3 separate regions of the Anas platyrhynchos genome follow, and all the other regions are linked to region 3. The links are chromatin contacts, called in public Hi-C maps. All regions are on one chromosome and are shown on one strand. The core of a region is the stretch at or near the end of the contact, and the rest is flanking DNA. Distances in the headings are between cores, read along the strand shown. Region 1 has its middle 65 kb from the start of GATA6. Region 2 has its middle 77 kb from the start of GATA6. Region 3 holds the start of GATA6 (GATA binding protein 6).

Region 1 (2,700 bases), core at 197-2,696, 65 kb before region 3:
TAAAATATAGTTGCAGTTGTAAACGCTTTGTAAAGAATGCTGCCATAACAGTATGTGTACAAGCTGTGTGTTAACTTGGTCCTGAGAGCTTCATTATTGTATTAGCTTCCACTTGAGATCTGAAATGTGTTTTCCATCTATGAAATTATGGAAATTTGGGCAGCCCTACATTTTAAGTTTTCAGACTCCAGGCAGGCGTACAACGTCTCAAAACAAAAAACCAACAAACAAAAAAAACCATGCATGAACATGGTCTCTGAAAGTGTAGGTCATCCACAGCTCTCCCTTTGAGCATGCAGAATCACCTGAGGCAAGAATGGAAGATCAGACAAACCCTGTCACCATCTTCAGGCAGCCACCTAACTGGTAATGCTCTTCTGGACAGAGATGATGGCAGAATTTTCTGCCATGATGGAGAAAATATGCAATTTGAATAGCATGGGGTAATCCTGTGGGCTTTCACAATGTGCTGTAAAACTGAGAAACAAGGCTAGACTGAGACCTTCTAAGAACCACCACCAACATAAAATCTCATATGGAGTGGGTATACATGCCAAGCATCCCTGGGAATTCGGCCTGCTTCAATAGCTGTGTATTGCTCTGAGTATTTTTGGTGCAAATCTTGAGTTCCTCTCCCTGAAGTCAGGCTACCCGTCCAACTCCTGTGCTTTTGGCCCCTTCTTTCAGTGGGGCAGAGCCCTGGGTTCTGTCTTGCACATGTAACCTGGACTTATCCTATGGGGATCCAATTATTTGTCATTCTGCACTTTGCTGAGCCATTTCTGTCATTGCAAAGAAAGCACAAAGTTGGTGGAAGAGCTACCATACCCTCACAGGGGTGTAAAGCATGTTCTGGTTTAAATGGATGCACATGGAAATAGAGAAATGAATGGGTCCGTGTTTGATCGCTGACATGCTTGGAGGTCTGGTAGCAGAGGTGTGACCCTAAATCGCATTACTTGCTGTGTGCCAAGCCCATTTATCAGCATGAATCTCTGAGTGTGAGAGAATTCTGAAATTTCTAAAATACGTTTTTGGATTTGCAGCAGCCAAACCAAAATCCATGTGTAACCTATTTTCTGACTCTGTGGCTTTTTATTCTGTCATTGAATACTGACTGCCCTGCTCTTACAGAAAAGAGCACAGAAACCCAATGTCATTTTTCCATACTTTCCAAACTTTTCTCCTTGTAAGCATGAGGGTCATTAAAAACTGCAAGCAAACTTTGCTTCATTGGTATGGTTTGCACTACACCCAGCACAGTGGGTCCCAAAGCAAACCTATGATAAGTACCCCAGAATAGGAGCTGGGGCTGAAAACATCTTCAGCCACAGCATTGCTGCTTAGATGGCACTATCGTGTCTGCGTCATCTTAGACAGGGCTGCCTCCATGTATTTAAAGAGTGGAATTCAAGCCTTTGCAAAAGGATGTCTTCAAAATAGGGCTTGTTGTGTCTTATCTGAGTCACAGACATTGCTTTGGCTTTCTGCATGGGGGTCAGTCCTACAAAGTCATCACTAGAACAGGCTGAAATGTTTTGTATTGTTTTTACAGAATAATGCCTGCGGAGAAGGGGAAGTAAAATATTTGTTTCTTCCAAAAAATCAAGGTATTTTTCAATGACACACACTGTTTCTGTTTTCTCTTTTCATATTTTTTTCAGTTTCTACATTTTGTGCATGTCTTTGCTTCCCATCTTTTGCAAAATTCCCATGGGTACATAGAAATTAAAGAGTTAAATGAAAGGCAGAATTCACTTTCTGTTGTGCTTCCAGCAGTCATTTTCCTTATCTGAGTCAACATTTTCTTTTCCAGGATACTAGTTAATTCTTCTAATATGGGAGTAATTTTCCTGAAAACAACAAAACAAAACAAAAAAACCCGCAAACTTTAACAACAGAAAATGTAACTGGATCAGCCCAGTGCAGCTATGTGCAGTGATAGCCAGACCGATGATGATGTAAAATCATCTTTTTCCTCTTCTGTTTGAAGACTGTGCATATTCAAGTCATACTTCATTGACAATCAATAAACAAGTTTTTACTGCTGTCAGCACTGCAGAGCCGATGCAGCGCTGAGAGGGAGCTGATAGCTGTACTGACTCAGCCTCTCTTCAGACAACACTCAATTCATTTCTGAGCACAGACTCTTTTTGACTGCTACACTGGGAGATCAAATAAGGAACCCCACTAACCTGCTTTCACAGATTTTTGTCATGTTTTCAGGTTCCTCGTCAGCCATTCCCACTTCTGATGTAAAAATAATCACAAGACGAGCTCAATAACTTCTCCTGCCTGACACAAGACCTTCCTGAAAGATGTCCAGTCTTGATCTGATGGCATCAAGCATTGGAGTATTCACCATTTCCCAGAGTAAAGCGTTCCAGTGACTAATCGCCTGTGCTGTTGGTAATTTGTTTCACTAACTTGGGATGATTTTAAAGCACATTTTTTCTGATTCCTCAGCCCAGCACAAAACCGAGCCAAATCATATGAAACAGCCCAGCTCCATCTGAAGGTGATTTCTGAAGATCCTGACTTGAAAGGATCTTCTCTTTCACACTGGAAATTTTGCATTTGCGGTAGAATTTATTATAAATCTTCAGCTGTTTTCCTAGCTGATTACACCTTCAGTTCAGGTCTAATTGCTTCTATTTTTTGCTCAGAGGCACAAAAATTGCATCAAGATAAGTATCCTAG
Region 2 (3,003 bases), core at 107-2,606, 77 kb after region 3:
CCATTTAAAAAAAAAAAAAAAAAAAAAAAAAGCTTAAACACGCAGGCTTAATTTCAACTGATTTCTGACTGAGCTAGGGTCCTGAGTCTGTTAGATATTTTCAACTTTTTTTTTTTTTTTTTTTAGCCAATAGATCCCTTAGACATTCCCTTCTTATATAACACAGCAAACAGCTGCAACTAATCATTTTTCATTATGGTTTTGTGTATCTGCTTTGTTTTACAACAAATTTTACTCAAACAACAAAAAATGCAACAGAACAACTTCTGCTTACTGTAAAAATGAGATTTTCTGAAGATCGGCAGAACTCTGGAAGTGTTACCAGATACAATTAGGCCAGTGTGCTTCTAAACTATAGCTGGGAAAAGGATATGGATCAAGGAAAAAAAAATAAGGAAAGAAGGGAAAAGAAACAAAGCTTAGAACACAAGAAAATAAAATATATTTTGTCCATTTTCTATTACTGTTCATCATATCCGGATAACGTGAAAATTATCAATACATTTTATATAAGTATCTATTTGTTTCTAGCAATCATTCCTCAGGCTTTGACTTGCAACTGAAGCAATTCACCAAGCAGGTTTACGTTTCTGTGTCGCAAGTACACCGTTCCCATGCATCAGGAGAAGAGAGGAGTGGATCTGCGTGCAGTGAGCGGTGAGGAACGTCCGAGCATCCCTGGGGACAAGCAGCACCCCCCCCCCCGAGCTGCAGCCACAGCACAGCACAGGAGATAAAGCACACACATATCACTTTACTGCCACGGGCAAGCTAAACCTAGGAAAAGTGTACTGAATTATTAAATAAGCAATTCTGATAACACGAGATATTAAATGCAGATAGGGTTGGGTCAACCAAATTACTTTTTTTTTCTTAATTCTTCCCTGCAGAAATATTGGTGCTAAAGCAAGCCCGGCACCTCCCCTTCGTACACATACACCTCTCCTCAGAAGGTAGCTAAAATCGGTGAAGAAAAGGAAAAAAAAAAAAAAAAAAAACACAAAACAACATAATACAGCAAAGTCCTACCGAGGAATAGTGTTTTAATGAACACACAAAGCAACTAGGTGACATCTTTATCAGCCCTCATAAACCTTGATTGAATACACAGCGATAAGCCCTGTTTAAACTGTCATCCTCGCGATAACACGCACGGAGACAGCGCGGGCCTTGGCAACGGGCTGCGGGGAAGAGGCCTCTCCAAAAGTGCAGGCACCGCGAGGTAGTAATGTACATCACGTAAACAGCCCAGAGCCGGCAAGGTTGGTGTATTTTGGGCTGGCTGAGCGTGTACACGGGCATCTTCTGGTGGCAGAGGCCTGCGAGGGCCCAACTCCACAGCCAGCCTGCCCGTGGGGCCGGCGAGTTGGCAGGGGAAGATGGGCGCCCTCAGCCAGAGCGACCTTCGGCACTGAGGTCTGCAAACACCAAGAGTTTCATACAGGAGGTTTTGAAGGGTTTGAGGAAAGCCTGCTCTGGTTTTCTTTTCTTTTCTCTCTCTCTTTTTTTTTAAACCAGCGTTATTCACGCTGTGTACAACATTCAGCATTAGGAAACAACTCAGGGACAGAATGGGTATGGAAGTCAGCAGTAATGCGACTTTTTATATCAGAGGATCTGGTCCTGAACAGCTGGGATATTTATTTGAAAAAAAAAAAAAACAAAAAAAAAAAAAACAAACATATAAATAAATAAATATAATTAAGCATTTCAATATAATTAAGCATCTCCAGGAAATGCTTGTACTCTCCAGGAAAGCGAGGATTTGATTCATCGATGTTTCTGTATTTATCTCTAGCTTAACAATGAAACTGAAATTTACACTTGAACTTTTATTCCCTTTCCCCACCTCGTCCTTCCCTCTCCGTAACGCGTGCAGTGACACCCTCTGGCAGCTCACCCAACACCGCAGCACCACGAGGCCGAAACCCAAGGACGTCCAGAGCTGGCACTTCGTCACCCTTCCTTTATCCAACGCGGATTTCTTCCACCAGGTGCTTTAAAACATAACGACTGTTACTTGTTAACTATAATAAAATATATATTTGTATGTGATTACTAGTTAATTAATAAGTTAATAATTCCCACTGCTTGGGAGGTGGAAGACAATAGTCCATTTTGTGCCTGTTTGGTCTTTGGCAGGCCTGTGAGCTAGCACTAGAGCTGGGTTTTAGTTTTCCACCAGAAAAAGGTCTGACACCACTACACAGCTGGTATACCACCATGCAAGGAGCTGGCAGGGGAGGCATGTTAGCTGCTCAGGAGCTCATTTATTTATTTCTAGGCTTTTTTGCATACACTAGCTGATCTCTTCTAGTACCATCAAGTATTATTTTTTCCTCATTTTACATACAGGAATGAGAGGAAACACAAATTAAGTGGCTTGGGTGAAGACTCCCAGAAAACTCTCAAAAATCATATCTAACAAATCCCAGTCTCATGGCTGCAATTAGAAGACACATCTCTTCAACTTCATTAATGCAGGTTCTCTGTAATACATGTAGGCTCCCAACGTTTAAACAAAGTGATCCAAGATGAGGCCGGAACCCACACAAATACTGCCAATTACACAAAGTATTCACCAAAAGGAAGACCAGGTTTTAATTTAACTAGAGCCCGATGGCTTGGAAACTTCAGAAATTCCTGGAATGAAAAATTAGGAGGAAAAAAAAAAAAAAGAGAACCGCTTTTGCCTATTCTGGCATGAGCCAAGGGCAAATGGCTCCTGGCTGTGAACATGCAAGGTGTGTTTGCTGACTCGCATAGATTAAGAGCATTTTAGTCTTCTTTACGTTATTTCCCACATCCACATTCTCTAGAGAGGAGGGACAGTAACACAGCTATTATGCTAATGGAAAATTCATTTATACAGGACTTCCCGCAGACCTGAAAAAATGAGAAATGTTATCCAATGCATTCCCAGCCAAACTTCCTCCTGAAGTGAAAAATCTTTCCCTCTGATAAGCAAGTTGTGTCAGACCACATTTCTGTCCCTGACAAAAG
Region 3 (2,935 bases), core at 201-2,700:
GGAGGAGGAGGAGGAGGAGGAAGGCGAAGGAGGAGACGGGCCCGGCTCGCTGGCCGCGAAGGGGCAGGAGGAAGCGCCGGAGTCCGCAGCGCCCCGCTTCAGCACGCACCAGCCGCCTTCAGCCACGGCCATCCAGGTCCCCTTCTAGCCGCTGGGTGGGGATGGGGAAGGGAGGAGGGCAGGGGGAGGAGGGAGGGAGGGAGGGAAGGAGGGAGGGGAGGGGGGTCCGCAGGGCAGGGCGGGGAGGGAGGGCACAAAAGAGGAGGGAGAGAGGGAGGGGGGGGGAGAGAGAAATAATAACAACAAAGTTAGCGAGCGGGACAGCCGCTCTCCCGCCCGCAACCAGGCTCAGCGGGGACCCTCGGAGCGCCCCGTGGCTCACACCGCCCCACCGCTGCCCCCCTCGTCCCCACCGGGCTCTGGGGAGGGTGTGGGGACGAGGGGGGGCAGAGGGACGTGTCCCCTGGCTTGGCCGCCGCCGCTGCCCTTGTTGTTGTTAGCGCTGCCTCAATGAATGAGTCATTTGACTCGGTTCCACCGAGAAAACAATTAGCAGGGCGATCCCTGGAAGGGTGCTTCTCCGGGGGGAGACGGGAGCTTCTCCGCCGGGAGCCCCGCTCTTTTGCTCGTCTCCAGCCCAAGGTCACGGAAAGGAGGAGGAGGAGGAGGAGGAGGAGGAGGGAAGGCACCCGGGAGCCGGGGGATGCGCAGGGGCCGGGCCCCGACGTGTGCGCTGTGATGGGGTCGGGGCTGGGGGTGCTGTGCATGGGGCAGGAGCCGGTGGCAGCGGGACGGCCCCGACCCCCAGCAGGTCCTTTTGGGGTCGGCACCGTCCCGCCGCCAGCCGGGCACCGCTGGCATCCCGGGACCGCCGGGGCACGGGCAGGCAGGCAGGCGGGCACCCGCTGCGTTTCGGGGGGAAAGAGCAGAAAGGGAAAGGGGACTCCGAGGGGTGACAGCGAGCAAAGCCTCCGGTGGGGGTCCCCTCCCTCAGCCCACCGAGATAACCGCCCCCCGACCCGCGCAGCGCGCCCGGCCCCACGCCACCCACCCCCCGGCAGCCAGGGACGCCTCTCCCTATCCCCCTGCGAGATAACGGGCGGATAGATAAGGGCCGGCCAGATAAGGGCTGCAGCCACCGGCATCGGATGTTTGCCCACCGGGCTTCCCCGGGGCTCCCCCGGGCCGGGAGCGGCTCGGCTCCCCTCGGCGGCCGGCCCCGGGGTGGGCTGTGCGGGGCGGGGGGGAGATGGGGCCGGGGAAGCTCGGGGATAAGAGAAAAAGGGCCGGGGCAAACCTGCAGCCGGTGGCCCTCATGGGGCCGGGTCCCGGGGAGGTAAATCCGGTGGCGAGGGGGGCGAGCGGCGGCGGCGAGTCCGGCGGCGGCGGCGGGCGGCTGGATGTATAAAAAGGAGAGAGGAGGAGGCGCCTCTCGCAGCCCTGCCGGAAAAGTGCAGGCAGCAGCCGCTGATTGGGCTCGGCCGGCCCTAAAACAAACACGGAGCTCCGCGGGGGTGCCAGGCCCGGCGGCGAAACCGGCCCGAGGCTCGGCCACGGAGGGGGCGGGCGCCCTGGAGGCCGCCCCGTCGAGGGGGGGGGGGACGGGGACACGGATACAGGGACACGGGGGGGGCACCGCGGGGATGGGATGGGATGGGATGGGAGGGGGCAGCGGCCCCCTGCCCAGGGGTGAGCGGAGGGGGCTCGTAGAAATGATGATGATGATTTTAAAGCACAGTGAATGCCTCCCCCCCCCTCTCCTCCCTCCCCCGTTTAGGGGGAACGTTCACGTTTTCTTAGGGATTTTTTTGTGCCCCGGAGGATGTGCCCTTGGCTCCCGCTGTAAGGGATCAGGTGAACGACCCCAAATCTGCCGGTTCTTATAAGCAGAGCCATCCGAGAGGAAAAAACCGTGGCTCCTCCTTGAGCTGCCCCAGCCATCAGGTGAAGCCAAAGCCGGCCGTAGGATGTGGCCAAGCCAGCAGCAGGCGGTAGGCATTTTTCCGCTGTTTCTTTCTCATTCTTCCCTTTTTCTCCCCCCCCCCAAAACCTCTCCCTTTAACCCTTCCCCCCCCCCCTCCTCCCCCCTCCCCAGCCCTATCCTCTTATCTCAGCTGTGTACAAACCGATACGGCACTTAGCAGGAAAGTGACTGGAAATTAAAATAACTCGGTTCGCCAGAGGTTATCAGCTGGGTATCTGTCATCATCAGTCCCTCCAGAAAGACGCATCCGCGGCCAGGGCTGCCAGCAGAGCTCAGCCCGGGCTCGCCGGGGCCGCATCCAGCCCGGGGCCCGGGCCCCGCTTCTCCTGGGGGGTCGCAAGGCAAAGGTGACCTGGGGCAGGCGACGACAGAGGCTGGGGGATGTGGCACGGGGCAGCCAGCTGCTCCGCCGGCGCCTGGGAGGGGGGGGACGTGTCGCGACAGCGAGGCTTTATCGCGCGCCGTGATTGCGGGGATGTCGCGGCAGGGGTCGGGGAGGGACGAGCGGGTGCCTGGGGAGCCGGTTCCCTGTGGGGTTAAAGGCGGGCTAATGAACTTCTGGCTAATGAACAGCGCTCCTCGGGTCGCCCTGCCTGATAAAAAAAGGCAGAGATTGGAGGGATTTTTCTTTTCTTTTTAACCTTTTTGACTTTTAGACGCTCTTTCGTGGGGGTCATTTTCAACAGAAAACGCTTCGTCGTCTCGAAATTCCCCGCCTTTTCTGCCGACACGAATTTGCCACTTTATTTAATTTTAATTTTTTTTTTTTACGTGTTTTCACTTAAAAAAAATAAATTAAAAAATACGCTCCAGGAGCGGGGGAAGGATGCAAACGCCTCTTCATCCCAGCCAGGCTGCCGCCGCGCCCCGTAACTGCGCTTTATTAATTAATATTAATTGCAATTCCTTCATTTTCCCATTTAGCAAGCCCAGCCGGACTGGGACCAGCGT

The links. Hi-C and Micro-C count contacts between places; a contact is called where the count stands out from the background.
Region 1: a contact with region 3 is called in a Hi-C map of small yellow follicle, with 3 times the contacts expected there. The contact joins the enhancer-like site here to the promoter of GATA6 in region 3. A contact is called at or near these places in 2 of 8 Hi-C or Micro-C datasets (F5 follicle and small yellow follicle).
Region 2: a contact with region 3 is called in a Hi-C map of F1 follicle, with 5 times the contacts expected there. The contact joins the enhancer-like site here to the promoter of GATA6 in region 3. A contact is called at or near these places in 5 of 8 Hi-C or Micro-C datasets (F1 follicle, F5 follicle, liver and 2 more).

The regions. Positions count from the first base shown.
Region 1 is chr2:54,676,882-54,679,581 of IASCAAS_PekinDuck_T2T, reverse strand. No RefSeq gene overlaps it. Among named protein-coding and RNA genes, the nearest start is that of GATA6, 65 kb to the right of the region's middle. Within about 2 kb of position 1,446, at least 5 of the 8 cell types and tissues checked have an H3K27ac peak or open chromatin away from gene starts, as enhancers often do. A contact at or near this core is called in F5 follicle and small yellow follicle, where this site is marked.
Region 2 is chr2:54,534,369-54,537,371 of IASCAAS_PekinDuck_T2T, reverse strand. No RefSeq gene overlaps it. Among named protein-coding and RNA genes, the nearest start is that of GATA6, 77 kb to the left of the region's middle. Within about 2 kb of position 1,356, at least 4 of the 8 cell types and tissues checked have an H3K27ac peak or open chromatin away from gene starts, as enhancers often do. A contact at or near this core is called in F1 follicle and small yellow follicle, where this site is marked.
Region 3 is chr2:54,611,365-54,614,299 of IASCAAS_PekinDuck_T2T, reverse strand. It overlaps GATA6 (GATA binding protein 6), which reads right to left and starts at 1,450. Exons shown (of 7, transcript XM_027451957.3): 1 at 1,298-1,450; 2 at 1-151. The coding sequence starts at 132. LOC101798838 (a long non-coding RNA gene) reads left to right here and starts at 1,683. Exons shown (of 3, transcript XR_011807594.1): 1 at 1,683-1,991.